Linked DNA regions of Zea mays: region 2 is linked to region 1. A link is a contact called in public Hi-C data. All regions are on one chromosome and are shown on one strand. Each heading gives the region's core, a stretch centred on a gene start, on an enhancer-like site or on the middle of the called end of the contact. The rest is flanking DNA. Distances are from core to core; before and after follow the strand shown.

Region 1 (7,044 bases), core at 3,383-5,882:
CAAGCTAAGGGAAGGTGTTTTTCGGACCTTCGATATTCCGAAGCCTTCGTGTTTTTCGCGGACCGAGCTCGTTACGAAAAAACGATCTAGCATCGCGAAGGGGCTACTGTTGGGGGTCCTCTTCCCCACCGAAGGTGCTCAAGACAGAAACACCTTCGGCAAAATAATACAGAGGCCCGTCGAAGCTATCATCAGCTTCAGTTCAACTTCTTAAGACGAAGATCTTGCGTAGAAGCAACTATGCAGAATGTCGAAGCTATCATCAGCTTCGGTTCAACTCAAGCAGAAGAAGAAAAGACCAGATAGACCTTAATAATACAGGTCGTCTGTAGATAAATGTTAAGGGTCATGAATGTAAATTTACCCGGGCTGCTTGTAGATAAATGTCAAGGGTCATGAATGTAATTTTACCCAGACTGCATCTCGTGTCTATAAATAGGTGAACAGTACCACCGTACTGTTCACGCTGAATGGTAATCACTCTTTCATGCTTTCATCTTCGAGCAAGCCGAAGGTATCAATGTAATATTAATACTGTTAATATTCGTACATGTTTCATGAAGTGTAAAGGTGTATGAATTAATAAAATGTAGTTATTATCTTCATCCTTTTACATTTCCATTCATATATTAAATGATGAAGGTAAGTCCTTCTTGATCTTCGTCTGATGAGCATTATTCTCACGTGGAAATAATGCTTCGCAGGACGAAGATCCATAATAATTGACAATTGTGTTGTCTTGTTCTTTATCTACAACATTTAAGAACAAGTGACCAACAATAGGTCTCACTCGTCAATGACTCATAAAAGTGTGGTATGATTTCTTAGCCTTGCCAAAGTGTGATAATTTTTGGCACCTTAACTATACAATTGAACATGTCCATAGCCTTATGTTCTATTCATGTATTTGCTCTTGTGTCATATTATTTGTCGTTTTAGACATGATTTAAGTTAACTTATAAAATTTTGACTACAAATAGCGGTTTTGTTATTTAGTTTTGAAACCTAATATTTATATGCATTGATTTATCTTAAAAAGTACTTTTTATAGAAGTATAAATATATTAAGAGTTTTCTTGGTATTTTAATAAAAAACATGGTTAAAGCTATATTTTGGAGATTGTATCATTATCATAAACGATAAATAATCTCTACTACTTATTAAGTTAGCAATAGTAGCCTGCCTTTTTGTGTTCTGCCATTCTGCGATCTCAGCCGTCCATTCTATCGTTCTACAATCTCAGCCGTCCATTCTATCGTTCTACAATCTCAGCCGTCCATTCTATCGTTCTACAATCTCAGCCGTCCAATCCCGCACACCAGTTTTCTGCGCGCAGAAAAAAAAATCAAATCGTGGCTGCCTAGGGATCAAACCTTGGATCTATTGAGATCCATGACTAGCCTTTCACCCTCTAGCCAACATGACTCATGTTGAATTGTGTACAACTTCAACTAAAACGTCTTTTGTGTTTAACCCACCGTCCACTCTGTATGCTCACTGAGTCTAGAAAAACATTTATAGCTTGGCCCCTGATCTTTCTGGAATTTGGGACGCAGTCCAGGAAATAAAGAAAATAGGGAAAAGGAGTTTAGAAATTGATTTTTAGTTTAAAAATAATTGCAGAAACCCATTTAATTCATGGAAATTTCATATTAAATCCAAATGAGTTCATTCCAATTTCTATAATTCTATAATATTATTTTTATCACATAATACCTCTGTTTTGTCATGAAAACAACAATAAAATTGATTTCCTAATTAATCCTATATCAAATACATAGAAACTTTGGAAATTCGTAACTTCCACATTTTAATTCCAAATTGAATCGTTCCAGTTGTGTTAGTCTCGTATGAATATTTACTACGCAGTAACAACATTGATTATACCATGTTTCATACTTTTATAATTAGATATTTATTTATCCTATGTTAATTGTGTTAATCTATGTCTATTGGATTAATTTATTTAATATATTAATATAGTATTCTAACTTTGTGGTTATACGATGTTTGACCATTAGTCTTGCAAACACACACTTATCTTTTTGTTTAAGCAAAAGCGTATGGTGGTACGTGTCAATGACTAACGATGTACGAGAGAATTTCTTCCGGTATGTGTGAAACGTGCTCTCTAATAATGAGACCATACAAATCGTGATATATATCAAAGTCTGCATGATACTGATGGTTGCAATGTAGTGGTGAAACAGATAGATTATAAATAACAAAATTTATGTATGGCCAGAATCACAAATTGATTATGAAACATTTTCTCAATAACGGTATAACACATATTTTGTATATAAGTTATCGTAGTATACTGGTATTATATATTCCCGTTGCAACGCACGGGCATTCAGCTATCATGTATAGAAGTCTGCACGGTACTGTTGGTTGCAATGTAGTGATGAAATAGTTAGATTGAAATAACAAAATTTATGTATGGCTAGGATCACAAATTAATTACGAAACATTTTCACATAACAGTATAACACACATTTGTTCATAAGTTATCATGATATTAAATGTTTCCGTTGCAACGCACGAGCACCCACCTATATGTGTTTATGTCTACATCTATGACAGGAAACACATCTACTATATCTCTCTCCAAGCTCACTTGCTACCATTGCACAATGCGTAGTAGTAGATAAGTATCACCGATATTCTTGAATTATATTTTTGGATGGAGGTAATATTATTTAAAGAAGAGCTTTGCATGCTATTTCTTTTGTTTGAATAATGCATTATACTTAAATTCCCTTTTTTGCATGTGTGAAATTTTTTCTTCGTAATATTTTTTTCCATGGATCAGACTTGTGAGTCATTTTCATAAACCAACGCCAAGCATGAATCCATGTTTCCTACTTCAAACCCCGAACAAACTCCATGAGCAGGAGGCATTCGTGTTGTCGTCGCTCATCGATGACGAGAAGAAGCTTGGCGACTGTCGGTTCGACCTCTAAAAGCAGTCTTACGTGGTCGCATGCGCCGCTGTGTACGACAAGCTCCCGCGAAGCCGCCGTTTGGACGCGGTCCAGAGCAGCTGCACCGCGCTGTCCATCGTTAAGCAGGGGGGCCTCATGGTTGTCGCCAACGTCGACGACTCTCGGGTTGTTCTGGACACCGCATTCGACGACGACGCCATCACGCCGTCCAGCTCATCGTCCACCTGAAGCCCAACCTGCCACGTAAGTCGCTACTAACCGGACATGAATTCTTGTGCGCTGGGACGATGGACGTTGCTGACGTTGTGTGAGTGTCCTCGAACATGATGTATGTAGTGGAATAGCGCATTCGGTGGTGCAACGGTCAGGGGTACTACCTCGCTGATGAGCCCGGGGTGCACTTCGTTTGGCAGCCCAACCAAGAGTCATCGGTACTCGTCATGTCGCGTGCGTTCGACGACTACTATATCGAGGATTGTGGCGTCATCTTGGCGCCGGAGGTGATACAGAGGAGGATCGACAACAGTGACCAGTTCGTCATCCTCGCCACCGTCAGGGTAGCTTTTGTGCCGGCCTGCCTTTAATTCTCTTCGCAAACACATACACACTTACCTTTTTGTTTAAGCAAGAGCATATGGTGGTGCGTGTCTGATGACTAACGATGTACGAGGGAATTTTTCCGGCATGTGTGGAACGTGCTCGTGCTCTCCAATGATGAGACCATACAAATCGTGGCATATATCGAAGTCTGCATGATACTGATGGTTGCAATGTAGCGGTGAAATAACTAGATTAAAATAACAAAACTTATGTATGGCTAGGATCACAAATTGATTATGAAACATTTTCTCATAACAATATAACACAGATTTTGTATATAAGTTATCGTAGTATACTGGTATTATATATTCCCGTTGCAACACACGGGCATCCAGCTAGTATGACATTAAAGGTAGTACAACAGTGGTGGCATGACCCGAATGAGCACCAACCCGCCCACCTCTAGAACCTCATCATATTATGGGCCTGTTTGGTTCAGCTTTTTTCTGACCAGCTTTTTTTAAAATCTGGCTGTGAGAAGAATCTGACTGTGAGAAGAATCTAAGTATCATTACGATTACGTGTGGAGGAAGATAAAATTGTTTTATAGGGCTCAGGATCTAGAAAGTGACGGATTTCTACTATTACAACGACTCAGCCGATTATGTGTTTATGTTGATTTTAGATGGTTTTTGCTCCAACAAATTTTATAGAAGCTGGCTAAAAAGCTAAGCGTTTGTCAGTTCACAACAACTTTTAGTGGTCAGAAGCTGCTAGAAGCCGAAACAAATAGGGTCTATATTTGTTGATTCTGGAACCATATGGTAGAACAAAGATGTATTAGGTTCCACTAGCTAAAGTTTAGATTATATCACACCAAATCTTTAAATATTAATTGTGAGTATTAAATATAGTTTAATTATAAAACTAATTATATATACGGATTTATTAAATCTAATTAAGTCTATATTTACTCTTTATTTATAAAAACTTGGGCGAAATAATACTCCAATGGAGACGTGAGCCAAGTCCGAAGCAAACCGGATCGCAGTTGCCCGTTGTAATTGTAGCGCCGCGTGCCAGCTGCGACTTTGTTGCAACAAGGAACTGAAACGGGTTTGACCCCCACCACACCACTGGCCACTAGTTGCCAACCCCACGCACGTTCTGCGACGAGCTACCCCATTTCCCCACCCCCAGCACCCCACTCCCCGCTTCCATTTCCTTGGACCCCACCACCGCGCCTACATCCCTCAGAGCTCAGATGCAGCCGCCGGCGACCGAGATGCACCCGGCCGCCGACGCCGCCACCTCCGCCGCCACCGCGCAGGCCGACACTACTGCTCGCGCCGCCGTCCCCGCATCCGATCCACCCCCGCCCCCGCCGGCGCCGGCGGCTGAGACGGTCGATCCGCCGCCCCCGCCGCCAGCGCCGGCGCCCAAGACGGTCACCTGGAGCGAGAAGCTCACGTCCGACTCGCCGACGCACGTGCACGCCGCCGCCGCGGCGGAGTCCAGCCAGTACGTGTCCCGTGGGCCCGCATCCTCGTCTAAGGGTAAAACCCACCGGCTAGCTCGACGCGTTGTGTCAGCTTTGCGGTTGTATTGCTCTTTTATCTAGAGGAGATTTCTTCGTTTCTGATTTCCACTATGTATGTATTGGCCCATTATCAGGCGCCGTGGAGGCGATGAGGGAGACGCTGTCAAGGTGGGGGAAGTCGTGGGGGGAGACCACCAAGCTGGTCGAGAGCCTCAGCCGCGACACGTGGCAACACTGTGAGATCTCAGCAGCCCTGCAAGCGATAGCAGGGTCTTCTCCTTTCCTTCTAAGAGTCCAATGTGCTCGTTTCTTTGCTTCATTCATTCCTTGAGCTGCACGGATTGGTAGGATGCAACCTTTCTAAGGATCAAAGGAAAGAATCGACATATATAAAGTTGCAAGCGTACTGTGCTAGACACCTTTTGAGAATTATGCTGAGGTCTGGTCTGGGGATTGTAGAGCTGGGGAAGCAGGATGCCCCAATAAAAGAAGCCAACATGAACATTTTGGTGTAGCTTTCCATATGCTTTATGCTTTGTTGGCTAAGTATCTTCATAAGTTTACTTTGTTTTAAAATAATTCTTTAAGCCTTGTTACCCAAAAACTTGTCCCAGTATAATATTAAGAGACTGAAGCATTGGTCCCGGCCGAATAAAATCTCCGAACCCTGGCCTCCCATCACTAACGGGCCGACATCAACCGTCTACTCTGCAACGGCCCAACCGGAGGGCACACCGAGGGGATTTTTTTAACCAAGCCCGAAAATTCGCCCCCGAGTATAATGGAACCCGGGACTTGGAGGTGCTACTCGAAAGCCTTAACCACTATGCTAGAGGCCCTTTTGCCAAACATCTTTGAACAGATCTAACAACAGTAAGATTATGACATTACCTTTTACGTATCAACTGATTAAGGCTTTTGGCTAAATACCTATTTTCATAAAACTTGTGATGACCAAGTTTCTTGCAGTCGACCGGTTAGAACTTTGAACTCTGGTAGTTGATTGAAGTCCCATCCAACCCAAGTTTGAAGCACAACACCTCTTAACACAGCCATGATGCAGTCCCGTGTTGTGATGTACTTCAATGAACTTATAAGATCAAACTTCAAATCATTGAAAAATTGCCTATAGTTGTAGATCATAGGCTATGTTATAGATCTTCCAAGAATTTGGCTATTGTTCCAAGTGAAGTGAGACATTGGCTGATAGTTGATAGCCAACCCGCAAGATCCTGTATTAACCTTCAAATCTAATTGAAGTCATGGGAAGTAAACCTAGGATCTATTTGATTCAATTATAGATTCCTAAAAATCCGATTCTAGCTATGAGCTAACGGTTATGGGAATGACGTGGCAACCTGACAGGAGGGACGCTGCCCTAGCCTCTTGAACGAGCCAATTCGACAGCGGGCCATTGTCGACGAGGGAGCGGTACGCTGTACCGCGGGGGTTGGGGGCCCTACGTTCGCAACGCTAGGCTGAAGCGTCGTGGTTGTAGTCACGCCTACTCCAACGCATGTATGGCACCCTACATGAGCAACATGCACAATGGCAGCAACAACTAAACCGCTAGGTGTTGCGCCATTGTCTTCCATGGGTATAGTCTCGCTGTCATTGAATATCAAAATAGGGGCTGGGGAGGTGCTGAAGGTGGTAACATCAGATGGGCACGAACAACTATTGTTTTCAGATCGCCTGATCAATCCCACTGGGCGATTAGGCGTCAATATATATATATATATATATATATATATATATATATATATATATATATATATATATATATATATATATATATATATATGTATATAGTATTTAGAGCTCTGGGCTCTATTTAACTACAGGAAACCCTGACCAGGTATGCAGACCGCACGAACCCTTTTTGGCTTATTGTACCTATCTGTGCTTACGCTAAATTATAATACAAGTTATGCTGATGTGTGTATCAGTTTATGCAAATATAGTCTGCGCATATTACGTGAATCGGGCCCACGATCCTGCCCACGCGCTCACAA
Region 2 (7,026 bases), core at 784-3,283, 190 kb before region 1:
CTCGTCCGCCGCCTCCCGCCCGACCACGCGCTCGCCCTCCTCCGCTTGCTGCCGCGCTGATTCGTACGAGTGACGACTGACGAGCCGCGTGTCACACAAGGCGCAGTCTGCCTCGACCGACCGCCTCGTCTCCTCCGCGGCTGCTGCCACGGTGCCCTCGACAGGCTCCAAGAACACAGGCGAGATGCGTCTACAACATCCTCATCAGGCACTGTGCCAAAAACGGCGAGTTGGAGCCCGTCTTCAAAGTGCTCGACGAAATGCGCGAGGACACCCGCCGAGCCTGGTCACATATTAAACACTGATCGGTGGGCTCTGCCGTGGGGGGTAAGATAATGGAAGGCTTTGAGCTTATTGGAGGAGATTATCGCCAAGGACCGCATTTGTCCCTGATCAGCTGCTGTACAATGTGATCATCGGTGGGTTCTGTAGACTCCGGCAGGTGGATAAGTCTCGCACAATCTTTGGAATTTTGAGGAAGAACGAATGTGAGCTCAGTGCCTTCAATTATGTCGCGCTGGTTAATGGGCACTAGCAGACATTGAGGCAGCGAGGTCGGTGTTTCAGGAGATGAGGAATGCTGGTGTGGTGCTAGATGCTGTGAGCTACACTACACTGCGCTGATCGGCTGCCTCTGCAGGCATGGAAGTGTGGATGGGGGCATGAATCTTGTTTTGGAGATGAAGAAGGGGTGTAGAGCTGATGCCGTCACATGGACGGATAGTGGAAGCGATGGACCTGCTTGAGAGTTGTCATTGTAGAGGTAGTGCAGGATGACGGAGAGCGTGCCTAGGCTTTGGCAAACAGACTTCAGAATCAGCTGGGTCCGGTGACCTTCAGCAGAACCATTTCTGCTAAAAAAAAGTTTGGCTGAAACCCGCAACCATTTTCAGGGAGTCCTCTCTAGCGACTTGTATTTGTAGGAAGTGTGCCTGACTTCTTTTGACAGTTTCTATTTTCCGAGAGGAAATTAATTTATTTTCTCCTAGGAAAATAAAAATCTCTTGAAAAAATGGAGTTGTGAAATTACTAGCTCTTAACGAGTAACGACACTTGAGACTTCAGAAACAAAGACTCACTAATTTATTGAACCAACCTTTTCATCCATAAACACTGGTGTATCAGACAGCACGAATCATACGTCAACACACTGAGTAAATCCACACCGACTGATAGTAATAATAACTTACAAGCAGGGCGCAACAATTGGACAGGAGGAATGATCTGACTGAGAAGGCGGCATGCAGAGATCGAACAAAGACAGGACGAGATCGAGGCCACACGTACGCGCACCGACATCGGCGTCCGGCGGCGTGTCAGTCAGTCGTCGCGGCAGGCAGAGCTCTTGGGCTTGACGACGAACTTCATCTGGCCCATGGTGCAGTGGATGCCGCCGCGCTCGCCGCACACGAAGTAGTGCTGCTTGCGCTTCCGGAGCACGAACTCGAAGCCGGAGCCGGCGCCCTGCGTGACGCTGGCCACCAGCTTGGCCGCCTTGAGGTTGCACGACTGGTAGTCCGCGGCGGTGCGCATCAGGTACACGCTGTGCGCGTGCACCGTCGCGTTCGGCGGGTCGTACATGAACACTGCATATGTATATGTGTGTGTGTGTGTTCAGTTCATAGCATACCACAATAAACTTATTACACAGCAGGGGAAGAACGTTGGTGCTCTCAAACTCACCAAGGGTGTCGTTCTGGAAGAAGGGCCCCTTCCTGATGACCCAGTCCGTGTAGTTGTACCCCCACGTCCACCGCGCCGCGTCGCCGACGACGAACCGCTCCGCTCGGGACGGCTCGGCGGCGAGCACCAGCAGCAGCGCGACGGCGGCGGCGGCGGCGGCCACGGATACGAGCGCCGCGCTGCTCCTCCTCGCCTCCATCGATCTAAGCTATCTCTCTCTCGACCGTACGGTAGTCGGTAGCTGCCTCTCTATATGTCACACAGGCAGTTATTAGCTGCTACGCGTGTGCATGCACTTGCTAGCCGGCCCTATTGGATCGTCGGACGCTTCGTCGTTCGGTTGTGTTTGTGGCGGGCAATGGCATGGGACGGTGTATATATATATATAGCCTGCATCAGGCTCAGGTGGCCGGGCTGCTGGACTTGCTTGATCACCAGTCAGGAGGACGCGCGCGTAATGATGTCGCAAAGTTGACCGCTCCTCCATGGCAGGAGAGAGCTCGCTGGAAGAAGAAAAAAGGGGTGACGTGCCGGGCCAAGTCGTTGGCTCCGGATCACACGATCGATCGGCCGGCGACGACGACGACGTAGTTTTCGGTTAAAGCGACACCCACTTGCATTGGCGTGAAAACACAAGGCTGGCCATTGCTTGCATTGGTGCGCCATTAGCGCGATCAGCGTGCTTAGTGGCGGTGTTCGCTGGGCCGCGCGGCCGGGGGTTGGTGGGAGGTGGAATTCCGCACATCATCTACTAGCTAATAAGCTAGCTACTCTCCTACTCCAGATATACTCTACGCTGTTGCGCCCTACGCTTAATTTGCCGTCGCCTTTTCGACGTTATGCCGCCGCGCGGAAGGGTGCGCGTGTTTTGTGTTATTTTCCCTTGGGTGCGGGGTGCGACATGATTAGGCCGGCCGCTAGCCGATCAGTCGCATGTAATTAACTGGAAGCAACATAGGTTACCTGTATAATCGTCGTCGATCGTCCCGATGCATGCATGCTTCATGATCACGTCATGCTGAGAGTGCTAGCTACCTTCTTAATTTCAGTAATTAGCTTTTGTGTGGATTGTGGATCACGACCGACCGACCACCGTCCGTCAGACGCTCAGGTCAGCTTGTGGCAATACGGCGGTCAATAACTATTCGTCGACGACGACGACGTCCTCGGCACGGGATCCGACCGACCATTTTGTTCGCGCCCGCGCTAGCTTGTTGGAGTTGGAGTGCGCTGTACTGTACTGTACCCGAAAATCGCTTACCTTTGAAACTAACTTCAGTGTGCTCTCTCTCTATAGAAATGTTTTTAGCTTAGCTTTGGCCTTTGGGATGCAGACACACGGCCACGGGTTTTGATTTGCCGGTCTCTGTAATATAATGCGTGCACGTTCCAACAATCACAGCGTAGTACGTTATTGAGCGGGATCACACGGGGTGGGGGGCTTGCTTGCTTTGCTTCCAGCAGCGTTGCCGCCAAGAACTGCCGGAAGAACAGCGCGCGCGCGCTCACTCACTCTCAGCGTCACGCCGGCGTCACCCCTCCTGTGTCTAGCCCCTCTCTCTCTCCGCGTCTGTACTCCGCAGCGCGTGGTGTGGTACCCGGAAAGCGTACGGCACCATGATCGTCGAGTGAGCTGTTGTATTCGAGTGTTCTTCCATCGTTTCACATGCGAGAGGTCAGGGTCAGCTGCTTACACTACACTACTACAGACTGCGTGTACCACCCACGCGCGTGAAACTGCACTGCACATGCGCTTCTACGCGCTGTGTTATAGCTAGTTCGCGTCGCGTACGTACGTGAATACGTGATGTCGTCGTCGTCGTCCACATGTACAAGCGTTTCGGTGGTGCGCGCAGTACGTGGCTTGCAAGACAATGCAAGCAGGGGCTACAATGTGCGGAGCTCAATCATCGATCTCGTAGCGTGCCCATCATGACTCCATTAACAACACACTGTTTCGGCACTTAATTTGTGTTTACTTGCTTGTGGTAATGCATGGTGCATGTCTAGCGTCGTATATATATCACTACCGGAATCGACCGCTTTGCCAAGTGCCTGCCTGAAAAACACTCGGTAAAGGCTTTGCCGGGTGTCGCACTCAGCAATGAGGGTTCGGCGAACAGTACATCGGCAAAGTCTTCTTTGCCGAGTAATTTTTTTCGACACTCGGCACAGACTTTGCCGAGTGCCAAGCAGTACTCGGCAAAGAAAAGTCGCTGTCACGGCGCCGGGGTGACAGAGACGGCGTCTTTGCCGAGTGTATTAGGAGACACTCGGCAAAGAAGTTACCTTTGCCGAGTGTGCTGGCCCTGGCACTCGGCAAAGGATCCGTCAGCGGGTCCCTTTGTCGGCTTCTTTGCGGAGTGCTCTCTGTGGCACTCGGCAAAGCGTGTCTCTTTGCCGAGTGCCAGGGCCAGCACACTCGGCAAAGAAACTATACCGGTGCCCACGTATTGGTACTGTCGGCGTTTCGACCTCGGGGGGTCCCTGGACCGACGAGTAAATTGTCGTTGCGTGTCCCAGCCCAGATGGGTCGGCGCGAGATGGAACACAAGGGGGAACAAAAGAGGGAACCGCGGCTCATGTTATCCTGCACCCAGGGCGGATGCGCTTGCATTAGGGGATTACAAGCGTTCGCGAGAGAGAGAGAGAGAGAGAGAGAGCGAGAGTCTGTCCATCAGCCCGTTCTCCCGCGCGGCCACCACCTGTACGAGGGCCCTGGACCTTCCTTTTATAGACGTAAGGAGAAGGCCCAGGTGTACAATGGGGAGTGTAGCAATGTGCTAACGTGTCTAGCAGAGAGGAGCCAGAGCCCTATGTACATGCCGACGTGGCTGTTGGAGAGGTGTTGGTGCCCTGTTCATGTGATGTCGTGGCCATCGGAGGAGCGCTTGAGCCCTGTAGAAGCACAGCTGTCGGGGCTGTCGGGTCCTTGCTGACGTCTCCTTGCTTCCGTAAGGGGCTGAGAACCGCCGTCGTCATGGAGCACGCGGGGTGCCATCATTACTTGTTTACCGGGGCGAGCCAGATGGGACGCCGGTCTTGTTCCCCGTAGCCTGAGCTAGCTAGGGGTAGGGTAATGATGTACCCCCCTGCGGCGTGGTCGGTCCGAGCCCGAGGTCGGGCGAGGCGGTGAGTCCTCCGAGGTCGAGGCTGAGTCCGAGCCCTGGGGTCGGGCGAGGCGGAGACCGTCTTCCGAGGTTGAGGTTGAGTCCGAGCCCTAGGGTCGGGCGAGGCGGAGACCGTCTTCCGAGGTCGAGGTTGAGTCCGAGCCCTGGGGTCAGGCGAGGCGGAGTCCGTCGTCCGAGGTCGAGGTTGAGTCCGAGCCCTGGGGTCGGGCGAGGCGGAGTCCGTCGTTCGAGGTCGAGGTTGAGTCCGAGCCCTGGGTCGGGCGAGGCGGAGTCCGTCGTCCGAGGTCGAGGCGGGGGCCGAGCCCTAGGGTCGGGCGAGGCGGAGCTTCCTATGGCGCCTGAGGCTGGACTTGCCTGCTGTCAGCCTCACCCTGGCGGGTGGCACAACAGTCGGAGCAGGGCAGGCGGCGCTGTTTTCCTGTCAGGTCAGTCAGTGGAGGGGCGAAATGACTGTGGTCACTTCGGCCCTGTCGACTGAGGAACGCGCGTCAGGATAAGGTGTCAGGCGATCCTTGCATTGAATGCTCCTGCGATACGGTCGGTTGGTGAGGCGATCTGGCCAAGGTTGCTTCTCCGCGAAGCCTGCCCGAGCTGGGCCTCGGGCGAGTCAGAGGTGCGCCCGTTGCTTGAGGAGACCCTCGGGCGAGACGTGAATCCACCTGGGTCTGCTGTTCTTGCCCGAGGCTGGGCTCGGATGAGGCGAGATCGTGTCTCTTGAGTGGATGGAGCCTTGACCTAAATCGCGCCCATCAGGCCTTTGCAGCTTTGTGCTGATGGTGGTTACCAGCCGAGTTTAGGAGTCTTGGGGGTACCCCTAATTATGGTCCCCGACAGGTACTTTGTCGAGTGCTATGACCTGACACTCGACAAAGACCCTCTTTGCCAAGTGTAACACTCGACAAAGTGACCAGTATACATCTTTTTTATTTGTTTTTATATTTGAAAGTCGCCTAGAGGGGGGGGGGGGGGTGAATAGGGCGAAACTGAAATTTACAAAGTTAATCACAACTACAAGCCGGGTTAGCGTTAGAAATATAAACGAGTCCATGAGAGAGGGTGCAAAACAAATCGCAAGCGAACAAAGAGTGTGACACACGGATTTGTTTTACCGAGGTTCGGTTCTCGCAAACCTACTCCCCGTTGAAGAGGCCACAAAGGCTGGGTCTTTTTCAACCCCTTCCCTCTCTCAAACGGTCCCTCGGACCGAGTGAGCTTTCTCTTCTCAAATCAACCAGGAACAAAACTTCCCCGCAAGGACCACCACACAATTGGTGTCTCTTGCCTCGGTTACAAGTGAGTATTGATCTCAAGAAAGAATGAGAAAGAAGAAAGCAATCCAAGCGCAAGAGCTCAAAAGAACACAACAAATCACTCTCACTAGTCACTAAAGCTTTTGTGGAATTGGGAGAGGATTTGATCACTTGGGTGTGTCTTGTATTGAATGCCTAGCTCTTGTAAGTGGTTGGAAGTGTGAAAACTTGGATATCTTGAATGTGGGGTGGTTGGGGGTATTTATAACCCCAACCACCAAACTAGCCGTTTGGTGGAGGCTGTCTGTCGCATGGTGCACCGGACAGTCCGGTGCACACCGGACAGTGTCCGATGCGCCAGCCACGTCACCAGGCCGTTGGATTCCGACCGTTGGAGCTCTGACTGTTGGGCCCGCCTTGATGTCTGGTGGCACACCGAACATGTACTGTAGAGTGTCCGGTGCGCCACTTCGCGCGTGCCTGACTTCTGTGCGCTCTGGCGCGCATTAATTGCTGCTGCAGGTGACCGTTGGCGCGAAGTAGCCGTTGCTCCGCTGGCTCACCGGACAGTCCGGTGTACGCCGGACATGTCCGATGAATTATAGCGGAGCAAATTCCCGAAGCTGGCGAGTTCAGAGACGCTGAGTCTTGGGGCACCGGACACTGTCTGGTGTAGCACCGGACAGTCCGGTGAATTATAGCGAAGCGCCTCTGGATTTTCCTGAAGGTGAGGAGTTCAGCGTGAAGTCCCCTGGTGCACCGGACACTGTCCGGTGGCACACCGGATAGTCCGGTGCGCCAGACCAGGGGTTATCCCTTGCTCTCTTTGTTGAACCCAATTCTTGGTCTTTTTATTGGCTAAGTGTGAACCTTTGGCACCTGTATAACTTATACACTAGAGCAAAACTAGTTAGTCCAATTATTTGTGTTGGGCAATTCAACCACCAAAATCAATTAGGAAA

What was found. Hi-C and Micro-C count contacts between places; a contact is called where the count stands out from the background.
Region 2: a Hi-C map of tassel shows a contact between it and region 1, with 4 times the contacts expected there. The contact joins the promoter of LOC100284215 here to the promoter of LOC100284278 in region 1. A contact is called at or near these places in 6 of 25 Hi-C or Micro-C datasets (bundle sheath, ear, leaf and 1 more).

Annotation. Positions count from the first base shown.
Region 1 is chr9:8,163,414-8,170,457 of Zm-B73-REFERENCE-NAM-5.0, reverse strand. LOC100284278 reads left to right here and starts at 4,632. Exons shown (of 4, transcript NM_001157173.2): 1 at 4,632-5,045; 2 at 5,164-5,265. The coding sequence starts at 4,754.
Region 2 is chr9:8,349,614-8,356,639 of Zm-B73-REFERENCE-NAM-5.0, reverse strand. It overlaps LOC100284215, which reads right to left and starts at 2,033. Exons shown (of 2, transcript NM_001371981.1): 1 at 1,684-2,033; 2 at 1,083-1,586. The coding sequence starts at 1,882. The coding sequence ends at 1,321.